Regions from separate parts of the Mus musculus genome. Here region 1 is linked to region 2. A link is a contact called in public promoter capture Hi-C data. All regions are on one chromosome and are shown on one strand. The core of a region is the stretch at or near the end of the contact, and the rest is flanking DNA. Distances in the headings are between cores, read along the strand shown.

Region 1 (5,507 bases), core at 199-2,698, 950 kb before region 2:
AGCTGTATAGGTACTTATTTGTACATAGTTATTTATGTCTGCTAAATCCCTTCGTCTTCCTCAAACCCCACAGAAGGCCTATCAATTATACCCTGATTTTGACTTCATTCAGTGAGACAATTGATCAAACTCAGGGCATGTAGCTTGGAAAAATAATAGTAACAGTTCAGGCCAGGCTCTTGGGCTGATCCAGAGCCATGGCCCCCAATACCTCTGCATATAAACTGGACATTCCTTTGAGCAAATGCCCTAAGAGCACTGGTGACGGTTAATGTCATCCAGCAACCTGACAGATCTAGAATCATCGAAGAGACAAACCTCTAAAGGAGTCTTGAGGGGTTGCTTGAGGTGGGAAGACTCCCCTTGAATATGGGTGGTACCATTGCATGGGCTGGGGCCCAAGACTCCATAAGAAAAGAAAGGAAGCAGAGCACAGCAGTAATCGCCTTCTACTCCCCGACGTGAGCAGCAGCAGCCTCCTGCTCCAGCGTCATACTTTCCCAGAATCATGAATTGTGTAGCTGGAGCTGTGAATCATGGTAAAACCTTCCTACCTTCAGCTGCTCTCCCTAGGTATTTTGTCACAGCAATAAGACAAGTAAATAAAACAACACCCCCAGGAGGATCACAGACCTGGGCCTCACTGTCACAAAGGGCTCAGTACACCCAGGCTATCATGAGAGAAGAGCAAGCACAGGCAGGTTGTTAGAAAGAAGACAGCAGCTGTTAACTTGAACTCTGCATCATTATTAGGCCTCATCTGCTGTGACCTATAACCAGTTCATTCATATATGTGTATGTATACACATGCACACATATGTACATGTATATATGTATTATGAATGTATATTTTAACTATACCTTTTAATAAATACCCTTAATCACCTGAGAAACACATTGAACTGAATGTGTGTTGGAATTGTTGTATACCTTTAAAACACACCACAAATTTTATAACCCTGTTTTGCTTTTCTCCTGCCTGGGTTTTTATTAGTATGGAAATGGCCAGGGCCTCTCCTGACCTCTGAAAGACCCAATGAAAACATGAAACCGAGGCAAGGTGACAAAGTCTGGTTATTCACCACAGAGGGCCTCATCATATTACTTCTTAGAAAAACAAATTGCTGCCCCGAAGGACTCAGAGCCACAGATGTTCTTCCCAGATCAAGCAGTTTCCAGATTTTTACAGTTTTAGTTTAAATGAGCCAGCAGGGAAATTTCTAAACTAGAATATTTGAGCAAAAGCAAAAATAAGCTTGCAAATGTAAATCATTATATTCTAGATTGGGTATAATATTCAGATATGTCCCTGGGGATGAAGTGAAGAAAGAGTTTTTTTGTTTTCGTTTTTTTGTTTTATTTTTGTGCCCTACAGAGTTATGTCAAAATCAGACACTACACAGCTCGCTGAGTATCTTACCAGATTCTCATGTTCCTTGTCTTGATTCATCCCTACGTGCCTTATTAAGGATGGCTGTAAGCCTGTAGTTTAACCTCTGCCGTTACTAACCAAACACTGACATACCCACATGTTCAGCATGGAAATGGAAACATTTATAAAATATTTTAGCAATACTTTTCCCTAGTAACAGTGTCATGTAGAAAGTGAAGAATCATGGCACCCTCTTCTCTGTCATCTTAAATTCCCAGTGGTGCCAAATATATTCATGTCAACAGATACTGTTCCAAAATACCAGCATTCAATTTAGCTGTATACCAAGCAACTGACCCAACACTTGTAGGAAACAAAAATATCTTTAACTGTCTCAGATGACAAAACAGTGAAAAATCAGATACTCTGTATTTCAACTGGATGGGAAGTTGTAAAGTAAGACATTTCTTAAAAGGCTAATAATCAACGTTGTATCTTCGTTAGTTGTGCTATTGTAATTCGCCTCAGTCCAAGTTTTTGTCAGCCATATGAAAATCCTGTTTTAGCCAACTCTTAGTAGCATCTAAGTATTAATATTAAATCAATGAGAAATGCAGAAGTCTGTCATATACTGTAGCACTGTCTGGAACATTTTGGTTCCCTTTTTTCTGTTTGGGGATAGTGATGTGGAACAGTATCTTCTGTACACAACAGGACCACTGCATGCAAACCACATGCTCTGACACAGAGCTATATTGCCAGTGCCTATCCAGCATAGTAAATACTGATAATTGTAGCAAGAATAATTACTAAAATATTATCTAACTCTTAGTACCTGAGTATGTTTTAAAGTGTATTTTTATTATTTGAGGATTTTATACAAGGCTATATTTTCATCATACTCATCTATAACTCCTTCCCCTAACATCGCCAGGATCCAACCCACCTCCTTCAGGATCCATCCTTATCCCCTCCAGCTCTCTCGCGCTCTCTCTCTCTCTCTCTCTCTCTCTCTCTCTCTCTCTCTCTCTCTCATCGTCCAAATCCAGCTTGTGCTGCCTATATATTCATGGGTCTGAGGCTTCCACCTGGAGTGGGATTCACCTATCAGGAGCCACACCCTTAAAGAAAACCATCTCCTCTGTCCCTAGAAGTTATTGGCTGTCAGTAGCTCCTCATTGGGGGGGGGAGGGGGGAGGGGCTCATGCACCCCTCCCAGCTCTGTGCTAGAATGTGGATAGAGATCTTGTACAGGCAAACCTGGTTGCTGTAAGTTAGTGAGCTCCGTCAGTGGTCCTGTTGTGTACAGAAGATACTGTTTCATTCTGATGCATTCAAACCTCTTCTTCCTATAATCTTTCTCTCCTCTCTTCCACTGTGGTGCCTGAGCCTTGTGGGTAATGGTGACATAGTTATCCCTTTTATGACTGAGCAACCTCCAGACACTTATCTGTACTTGGAATTTCTTCATTAATCTCCATCCACTGTACAAAGAAATTCATCTGATGAGATCTCACTGCAGCGCCAAACTATGGAAAGATAAGCATTTAGAGGTCTGTTTGATAGTATGTCTGTTTAGCAAAACAATAATAGTAAGTTCACCGCCCGCCCCCACTCCACTCCCCAACCCTGTGCCTGTGAGCTCCCCAACCAGAGATCCTTGGCAAGATTTACAGTATCCGGTGTGAATATCCTCCTGTGGAGTGGGCCTGAAATTCAATCAGAAAGTCATTGGTTATCATCATAACATTCATGCCACTGTTGCATACATGGGCATTCTTGCCTTGTAATCCTTATTATAGCGCACAGGCTTCAAAGTCAGGGTAGACTGTTGACCACTTTCACTCCAGGAGCGTACATAGCATCTTCCAATACTGTGAAAGCTAGCCAGTACCAACTTGATTTCTCCACGACTTGTGACCAAAGTGTATTGTGTCTTCAGAAATAGGGTCTTACCATCAAGTTCTGATGGGCACCCAAGAGTAATGGCAATAACTTCTATGATTTTTTTTTTTTTAATGACTGGAAGCTTCCCTACTGTTGCCTGTGCCGTGGGTGCTGCCCTGCCCTACCTGCCCTTGGGGGTTGGAGATGAGGTGGCACAGAATCAATGACTCAGACTCCTAGCAATGCCAGCAAGCTCACTGCTGCAAACTCCTTTGATACCCGCCCCCGTGCCCCCATTGGTCCCAGAAAGCACCTCTTCTAAATAGCAGTTCCTGATTGGCTGGCATTATTTGTACTAGCAATCCTTGGTCTCTCAGGCAGTCCTCAATTAGGTCCTCCAGCAAGAGATGCTTTTGTGGCTGTGGAGCCCCCAGCATTTACATAGAGGTAGCCCTGCCTTCCCGGCCACACCCAACAGATTTGTGAGACAGGTAAAATGGCTAACGTGCACTGTAGCCATCGGGATGCTAAGATTTTTGCTGAGAATTATGTGTTTCAAATTCTTAGTCTGTTTTTATATAAATTCACTCACTTCCCATAATTCCTCCACAAAACAGTGCCCCCACAAGCCTCATTTAGGTATAAGGAAACCACGATCCCACAGCTGTCAGGAATAGAGTGAGTGTGTGTAAACTTGGGCAGTTTGGCTTCCAGCTCAGCGCTGGTAAATGGCTGCTCTACACTTGCTGCACCCTTCGAGATTTTGTTGTGCTCTATGCACTGATGTGTTTGATGTAGTTCATTTCTCAGAAGAGGGAAAGACTTGACATAGCAGTACTGTAATGACCAAATTAAATCAGCATGTCATCTTTTGAAGACCAACCAATAGACATCCTTTGCAAGTTTTATAAAGTGCCACTTGGACAGAGCTTAGAGCTGGGATTCAGTACCTAGGTTTATATAGATTTCCAACCCCATACTCTTACCACCCAGGTTACTATCCAGGAAGTATCTGTAGCTTCAAAAAGTACAGAAAGACTGCCTAGGACAAGAACACACACTGGCAAAATCCAGGGACTACGAAGCACCACAGATACCCTGTGCCTGTTAGGTCTAGAATCGGACATTCTCTCCTTGCTCCTCTGACAACTTCCATCCTACTAGGCTCAGAAAGGGAACCAAAGGAGACAGGGGAAGCTCCTATCAGTAAGGAACTAGTCTTGGATGGCAGGCATTCTTGGTTGTAGCAAACCCTACTTTTCATGGGTTTTTCTCAGGCTGGAAGACATGAGGTCAGGACCCATCTTTGTGGTTTCTTATATTCTCTACTGGTTTGTTTAGGCCAGTATTTTGAAAGCTCAGGTGACAGGCAAACTGAAAGCTCAAGAAAAACTATGTGCAAAGTGAGATCCAGCTTGTGGTTTCTCCTCACCATTGATATTGTTTGGGGAATTACTTAGGTTTTAAGTTGCAGGGATTTCTGGTTTTCTCAAATTACGTTTTTCACAGACACACACACACACACACACACACACACACTCACTGCCTTACTTTTGACAAGTGTATTAAAACTTTGGAGATGGTGCCAGCCCGGCCTGGTGCCGTATGTGAATGTTTCCCTCCAGAGCAGTGTTTCATTCGCCAGTGATATCCACACGATTACCACTTTTGTTTCTTTAGAAAGAACTTCCCTCGTACAATACGCTATTGTCATTTGTGTTTTCTGAAGTCATTGCTGTCCTTTGCATCGTTGAATTGAAATGCTTCGTTCACAATCAGAACTCTGTGTGAGTGGCACCCCACCACAGATAGCACCTCAACTTGAGACGGCTCCAAGTTATCCAAGGGAGTCTCAATTGAGGGCTGCCCCATCAGATTGGCTTATGGCTTTTTCTGTGGGGAATTTCCTGTGGGTTGATATAAGAGGGTCCAGCCCACTGTAAATAGTGTGATTCCTGCTAAGGAGGTCCGGGGTAGTGTAAGAAAGCTGGCTTTGAATGATCCAGAGTGAGCAAGCCAGTAAGCAGCATTTCTTCATGATTCCTTCCTCTGCTCCTGCTTGAGTTCCTGCCTTTTTGTCCCTCAGTGAGGAGTTAAAACCTGGAAGTATAATCCAAATAAACCCTCTCCTTCCTAGATTGCTTTTGGACATGGTGTTTGTCACGGCAACAGAGATCAAAGTAGAATAGTGGTCCTTGTAGATAGATTTCTGCACCAGAATAAGAAACAAAAGCACGACTTTAACAGA
Region 2 (5,891 bases), core at 2,992-5,491:
TAACTGACATATAATCCTTTATACACCAACACTTTCTTAAGCATCATTGGAAATCAATTTGATATTGATTCTATTCTTTTGATTGTGAAATACCTTGCATTAAAAATCATTTTTACCCCTTCATGGGCACTCAAACCACCATGAGGACAGCATGGTAGAATAACAGAAAAGCTACTAAAGTATGTAGGTCAATCACTCTCCTAAATGAACCCTAGAAGACTCTGTCCTTACAATTTCCACATAGCCTTTCCTGAGCATCATGCTACAACTGACCTGTGGATTGTCTTATTCACATGACCCACTGCAGTTTACTACCACTCTCTGGGTCTTAGTTAGGGCACTAGTTTATTCCAGAACAGGCTGTGGCATTCTGGAAAGAGAAGAGTAATGATAGAGCTTCTCTCCAACTCAACCACAACCCATCACTTAAGAGTAAGACCAGATTCGAGGAAGCCTTTTTGCTCTTGGCTAAAGTAGTACAACTTAACACTACTTATAAAGCTTCGAGTCAGAACTAAATGATATAATAATGGTTTAAGGACTGGGAGAATGGTATCATTCCGATAAGAGTTTCCTTAGAAAGAAAGACAGATAGCTAGATTAGATAGATAGATCTCCCATTATATTTATACATTTTTAACATTTATAATATACATATATACATATATATTATCTATGTGCACCCCATAACATCTGCTGTGAAAGGTCAGGCTAGTTGACTCAAATCCACTGACAGCACACCATCCTTTCACCGCTGGCTAAATGTCTTTACAACACCCACACACATTACCAAAGCACAACCACATGCAGATTTTCTAACTCCAACTATGCTCCCAGTGAGGATGCTACACAGATGTGAATGCCTGTCCAAAGCCTAACACAGAACTGCATCACTGTCAGTGGAAAGTCGATCCAAACAATTTCTAAACTGCCACATTAGAAAAGAATACTGTGCCTATCAAACAAACAGCTATTCTATGGCTTTCAAAACCACAAAATTTAAAAGTTCTTGCTTGAGGACATATGAATCAAGTTTACATAAAGAATTAAAAAGTTATATACCTACAACTCAATTCATGAATTCTAGTGAAACAAAGTATCACAGATTATCTCCAGGAAATTAATGTATTGTAAGATACTTAATTATTGAGTTTAAGAGTCACATGGCCAATCTTAAAAAGTAAATGATTACTTCTTCACATCTGGTGCCATATATAAGTGACATCAAACAAGATTCTGACACTTCTGTCTGAAACTGAAAATGCAAACTTGAGTATGTCAATCTCTGTCTTAAAATTCTCCAATGGACTATTGTGCATACTGGGCAAATACAAACTCCATGGGCATAAACATTAGTTTTAATGATTTTGCTACTACCTTTTCAAGGCTTAACTCCTTGTCCCTCAGCATATATACAACTACTTTCTAAGTCAACCCAATTCTAACACTCTCCCACCAGCCCCCATGTCACCAGCTTTGTTTACTTCAGATGCACCAACCTATTTCAGCTCCCTGAGCTAGCCACCTTTTCCATTGAATGTCAGCCATGTAATGTCTGCTGCAGACACCAACCCCTTCATAATTAATCCTCACAAAACACCAGCTGCTTCTTGGACACTGACTTTAGTGTCTTTCTCAATATCTTATCTCCACGTTTTGAAGACCAAAACTAGGTTGGAAATCCCATTACACACTCTCATAAGACCCTATATTCACTCACTCATTGCACTGAGAGATCTATGTGTGCTTTGATAGCTGCACTCTTGAGTATTCAGCACAGTGCCCTCAACATAGCATGAGTCATTAATGGAATGTGGCCACCACTCCTGTAACTGCCTACAAATACATCTTCCAGTTTAGATTGTAGGGGTCATGATTATAAGAAAATATGTGTTACATCTTTTATAACAACTGGTAAATGTGGTACCTTGTACATGGTTGACATCCAATATATAATCAGTATATAAATAAAGGAATCCACTAGCTGTTAACCATTAAATCTGTTTCCTAGTCTTAATTCTACTAATAGGATTAAGGTTATGTAAAAAAACAAACAAACAAAAAATCCGCTAGTTTACCTCCCATCCATTCTCCCTTCAACTACTCAACCTTTCTCTGCATCTCTCTTCATTTCCACTTAACCCTAGAGAAGGTCGGTGGGGCAGGTTTTCACAAATTTCCAAAGCAAAAGAAATGATCTAACTTAAGATCTCCTAGCCATTAAAACATACATTCTGCTGATAGTCTTTTAAGGAAGCTATACACACCTACATCCCCTGAGCTCCTTCAAACCATGTTAAACGCAGTACAGCCACACTTAAGTCTCTTTGGACTTACCTGAATCGTCCTCAGCAAAGTCTGTACCATAAGAGTGTTCTGAGGGATTCCCAGCTTCACTATAGCATTAAGGCTGAACAAGAGGTGGTCATAGTGCATAATCTTGGCTTCTCTCATCATCTGCTCACACAGCTGGTTAAAGGCAGGGTGACTGAACATCAGCTGTCTCTCAAAGCGCCTCTTGTCTTCAGATATCCTTTTGGCAATTATCCACATTGCTAAGAAATAGTTACTACCAGGAAATGTAGGTGCTTTTGAAAATGTGTCCAGCACATCACTCAGAGAGTTACACTCCTGGGCTAGCTTTTTATAATTCACAGGGGTTGGTCTTACTTTCTTGGTGAACACATCTTCACTGGAGGTATGATGAAAGTTTATTTTCTTTAAATCATGATCAGATGTCCCATCAGAGACAAAAGAATGTTTTGCATCAAAGGACAGTCTTCTAGGACAAAGCAGCCTATCAGGTTTAAAAACGGCTGAATGGCTTATGCCTTTAGTTTGAATACAACCATCTACTGATTTAGAAATAAATATATCCTGAAAGAGGTATCTAACAGATGGTTGCAATCCCTCATCAAAAACATTTAGCCGATGGTTTCTTGGGTTCCATTTTGAATGAATAACCTCTGGTCTGCAAGTTCCCAATGGATCTATCCTCAAAGCTCTGCTTCTTGGAAGTAACGTACTGAATCGTCGGATGGTCCATAACAAGGAACGTGCTTTGCTATTCATTCTGCTATCTATTGGCACACTTTCAAATACCCAAGATGCAACGCAAGTTGCCGTCTTTCTAAAAAAGAGCACATGCTGTGGACTGTCCTGTAGAGGATAGGTAAATAAAAGAAATAATGGTTAAAAACTGTTGCTTAAATAAGGGAAATGCATCTAACAGGGGCTTGCATGGGCACCGACGAGCCGCTAGAGTTTTATATTAAAATGGAACATGTCCTCGGTATGCTTCCTCCACGTTTATTTCATCTTTGTAAAAGTACCCAGGTCAATCACTTTAGCAGTTGTGGATAAAGTAGTTTCAATCAGTCAATCAATAAATGTGGATAAAGTAGCATAGATAGGTAGGTAAACTGAGAGATAGAAATAGACAGCTAGAAAGATAGATAAGACAGACAGAAAGATAGATAAGAATGTCTTGTGTAGGTGTTCAATATCGGCTAAGGAGAACTTTGTTAACACTACTTTGGAGGCCTTCACTGAAAACTGTATCATTGATGGACACTTCAGATCATCTTGCATTGGCCAAAAGCGAACTGTTAAGAAAACGTACTCGGACAGGTCGGTCTTGGTTAGGGACGGAATTAAAGAAAAAAAGCGATGTCCTTCCCGCCTGAGAATCTACAATCAGCCAGGTTCATCAAGATCCCGGAACCGGAGTCGGTGTCTTTCCGCAAATGGGCCGCCCAGCACTGCCCTAAACTTAAGACCCAGGCCACTTCCCAAACTTTTCTCCCCTAGGTAAAAAGACAAGTACGATCCGGCCCGCGATTCCGCTTCTGCTTGCCATCCACTCACCTTCGAACAGAACCCCGTGACTACACATAGGCGCAGCCATGACAGTTCCTCCTCAAGCGGCGCGTCTGGTGACGTATTACGGATTCTTTTATAAGTCAAAAAGCATCGGTTCTCAGCGACCGCGGAGGCCATGTGCAAATAGGGAGGAAAACCTTCCAGAAAGAATAGTTTCTATTCTCTGATGAAAAGATAGAAGCGAGAGCCTTAGGAAAACACGGAGCTTATAAAGTTCATCTATTGTTGTTTATGGAAACTCAAAACATTCAAATAGTGACTTTGAACTTTTAGCCCCTGGCGGTGCAGCCTCTTTTGAACGCGCCTGCGCCAGTTTTAGTACCCGCCGCGGTTGCCAGGAAACCGTGACGCCACGGTCCCAGTTTCTAGGTCTTGCTAGAAATCATGGCCAAATTTGTGATCGCGGGTGAGTGCTTCTCTAGTAAGCCCACAGATCTCTTCCCATGGGTGGTCAGCCTTGTTAACTGGCTTCTGTTCTTCAGCCCCATCCTTTAGAAGGATCATCTCAGGCTTTCTAGGCATTCATTTAAAGACGCTTGATACACAGTGGCAATGTGTCAAAGTCAGATGAGCAATGGGGACACGTTGGGGAAAATTCCCACCTCTGCCCTTGGCCAGTTTTAATTCCCACAAAACGTATAAGGGGTACAAAACGTATAAGGAATTCCTCTGATCTGCTGTGACTAATGTAATGATGGACAACTGCACAGGCCTCGGCGGGGTTGGCGGGAAAAGGAGCATAAGGAATGGATGGAGAGAAGGAAATAACTAAGCTATTAAAGAAACCAACCTCCAGATAAAGGCAAAGAGCTAGAAGATCTGTAGTCTAATGGAGGACCTGGATGTGGGAATGTCGCAGGGCCTGGGTTAGAATTACAAAATATAAACTAGATATTTAGTTTAAACAACAACAACAACAAAAGTTTGTACTAAATCTTGAACAAAATTTAACGAATTTAGGTAAAAATAATGTCAAAGTGTCAATTCGTCTACATTTTTAATGTAGACCATCTTGACAGCTGGAAGCAACACCACTACTTACTGGAACAGGCTGTTGACTGTATCTGCTTCCTCTTCTTTCACCAAGTATCTTTTTTTTCCTTTTTATTATTATTTTTTATTAGGTATTTATTTCATTTACATTTCTAATGCTATCCCAAAAGTCCCCCACCCACCCACTCCCACTTCTTTCACCAAGTATCTTAAAAGAGCTCCCTACTGTTCTATCCTTCCTTCCACTCAGTCTGGCTTCTCCTTTGGCCTTCCTATACAAACTATTTTGGCCACAATCACTTCTTTATTACACAATTGGAATTTACCATCCCTTTGGAAGTACATCTTTTGCTTCACTATACATTCAGATAAATATTTTTTTTTTTAGCACTAGAAAACGGGATGGTGGGAATACATACAGTAAAAACTTTCAGGACACTTTGTATATAACAGTAACAGGTCAGTGTTCTGGAGGAAACAGTGGTTGTGATGGTTTGTATATTCTTGAGCCAGGGAGTGGCACCATCTGGAGGTGTGACCTGATTGGAGTAGGTGTGCCACTGTGGGTATGGGCTTAAGATCCTCACCCTAGTTGCCTAGGAGTCAGTCTTCCACTAGCAGCCTTTGGATGAAGATGTAGAACTCTCAGCTATGCCTGTACCATGTCTGCTTGGATACTGCCATGTTCCCACCTTGATGATAATGGACTGAACCTTTGAACCTGTAAGCCAGCCCCAATTAAGTGTTGTTTTTATAAGACTTGCCTTGCTCATAGTGTATGTTCACAGCAGTAAAACCCTAAGACAGTGGTATAGGGTCTACCTAGCCAAGGGCTTCCCAGAGGGAAAAGTGATTAAATAGATGCCTGAACAACTACAGTTACCAAGCAGAGAAGACTCGGGAAGAAGCAGAAAAATTTACTGTGGATAATAGGGAGTAGAGCTGGAGTGTGAGTATAAAGATCATATATGGTTGTGAATGGAAACGCAGAGCACTCAGGTAGTATCTTTGAACCC

The links. Promoter capture Hi-C pulls out the DNA fragments that hold promoters and counts their contacts.
Region 1: a promoter capture Hi-C map of second pharyngeal arch cranial neural crest shows a contact between it and region 2, with 6 times the contacts expected there. The contact joins the enhancer-like site here to the promoter of Mdh1b in region 2. A contact is called at or near these places in 13 of 39 promoter capture datasets (the 3T3-L1 cell line, 3T3-L1-derived adipocytes, the C10 cell line and 9 more), 6 of 484 Hi-C or Micro-C datasets (CD8 T cells, Th1 cells, bone marrow-derived macrophages and 3 more), 6 of 115 datasets of contacts at active chromatin or transcription factors (bone marrow-derived macrophages, embryonic forebrain, embryonic stem cells and 2 more) and 1 of 9 other capture datasets (macrophages).

What each region holds. Positions count from the first base shown.
Region 1 is chr1:64,672,197-64,677,703 of GRCm38.p6, reverse strand. No RefSeq gene overlaps it. Among named protein-coding and RNA genes, the nearest start is that of 2810408I11Rik, 16 kb to the left of the region's middle. Within about 2 kb of position 1,448, at least 12 of the 459 cell types and tissues checked have an H3K27ac peak or open chromatin away from gene starts, as enhancers often do. A contact at or near this core is called in second pharyngeal arch cranial neural crest, where this site is marked.
Region 2 is chr1:63,728,668-63,734,558 of GRCm38.p6, reverse strand. It overlaps Mdh1b (malate dehydrogenase 1B, NAD (soluble)), which reads left to right and starts at 4,241. Exons shown (of 11, transcript NM_029696.4): 1 at 4,241-4,288. The coding sequence starts at 4,267. Fastkd2 (FAST kinase domains 2) reads right to left here and starts at 3,934. Exons shown (of 12, transcript NM_172422.3): 1 at 3,868-3,934; 2 at 2,338-3,159. The coding sequence starts at 3,072.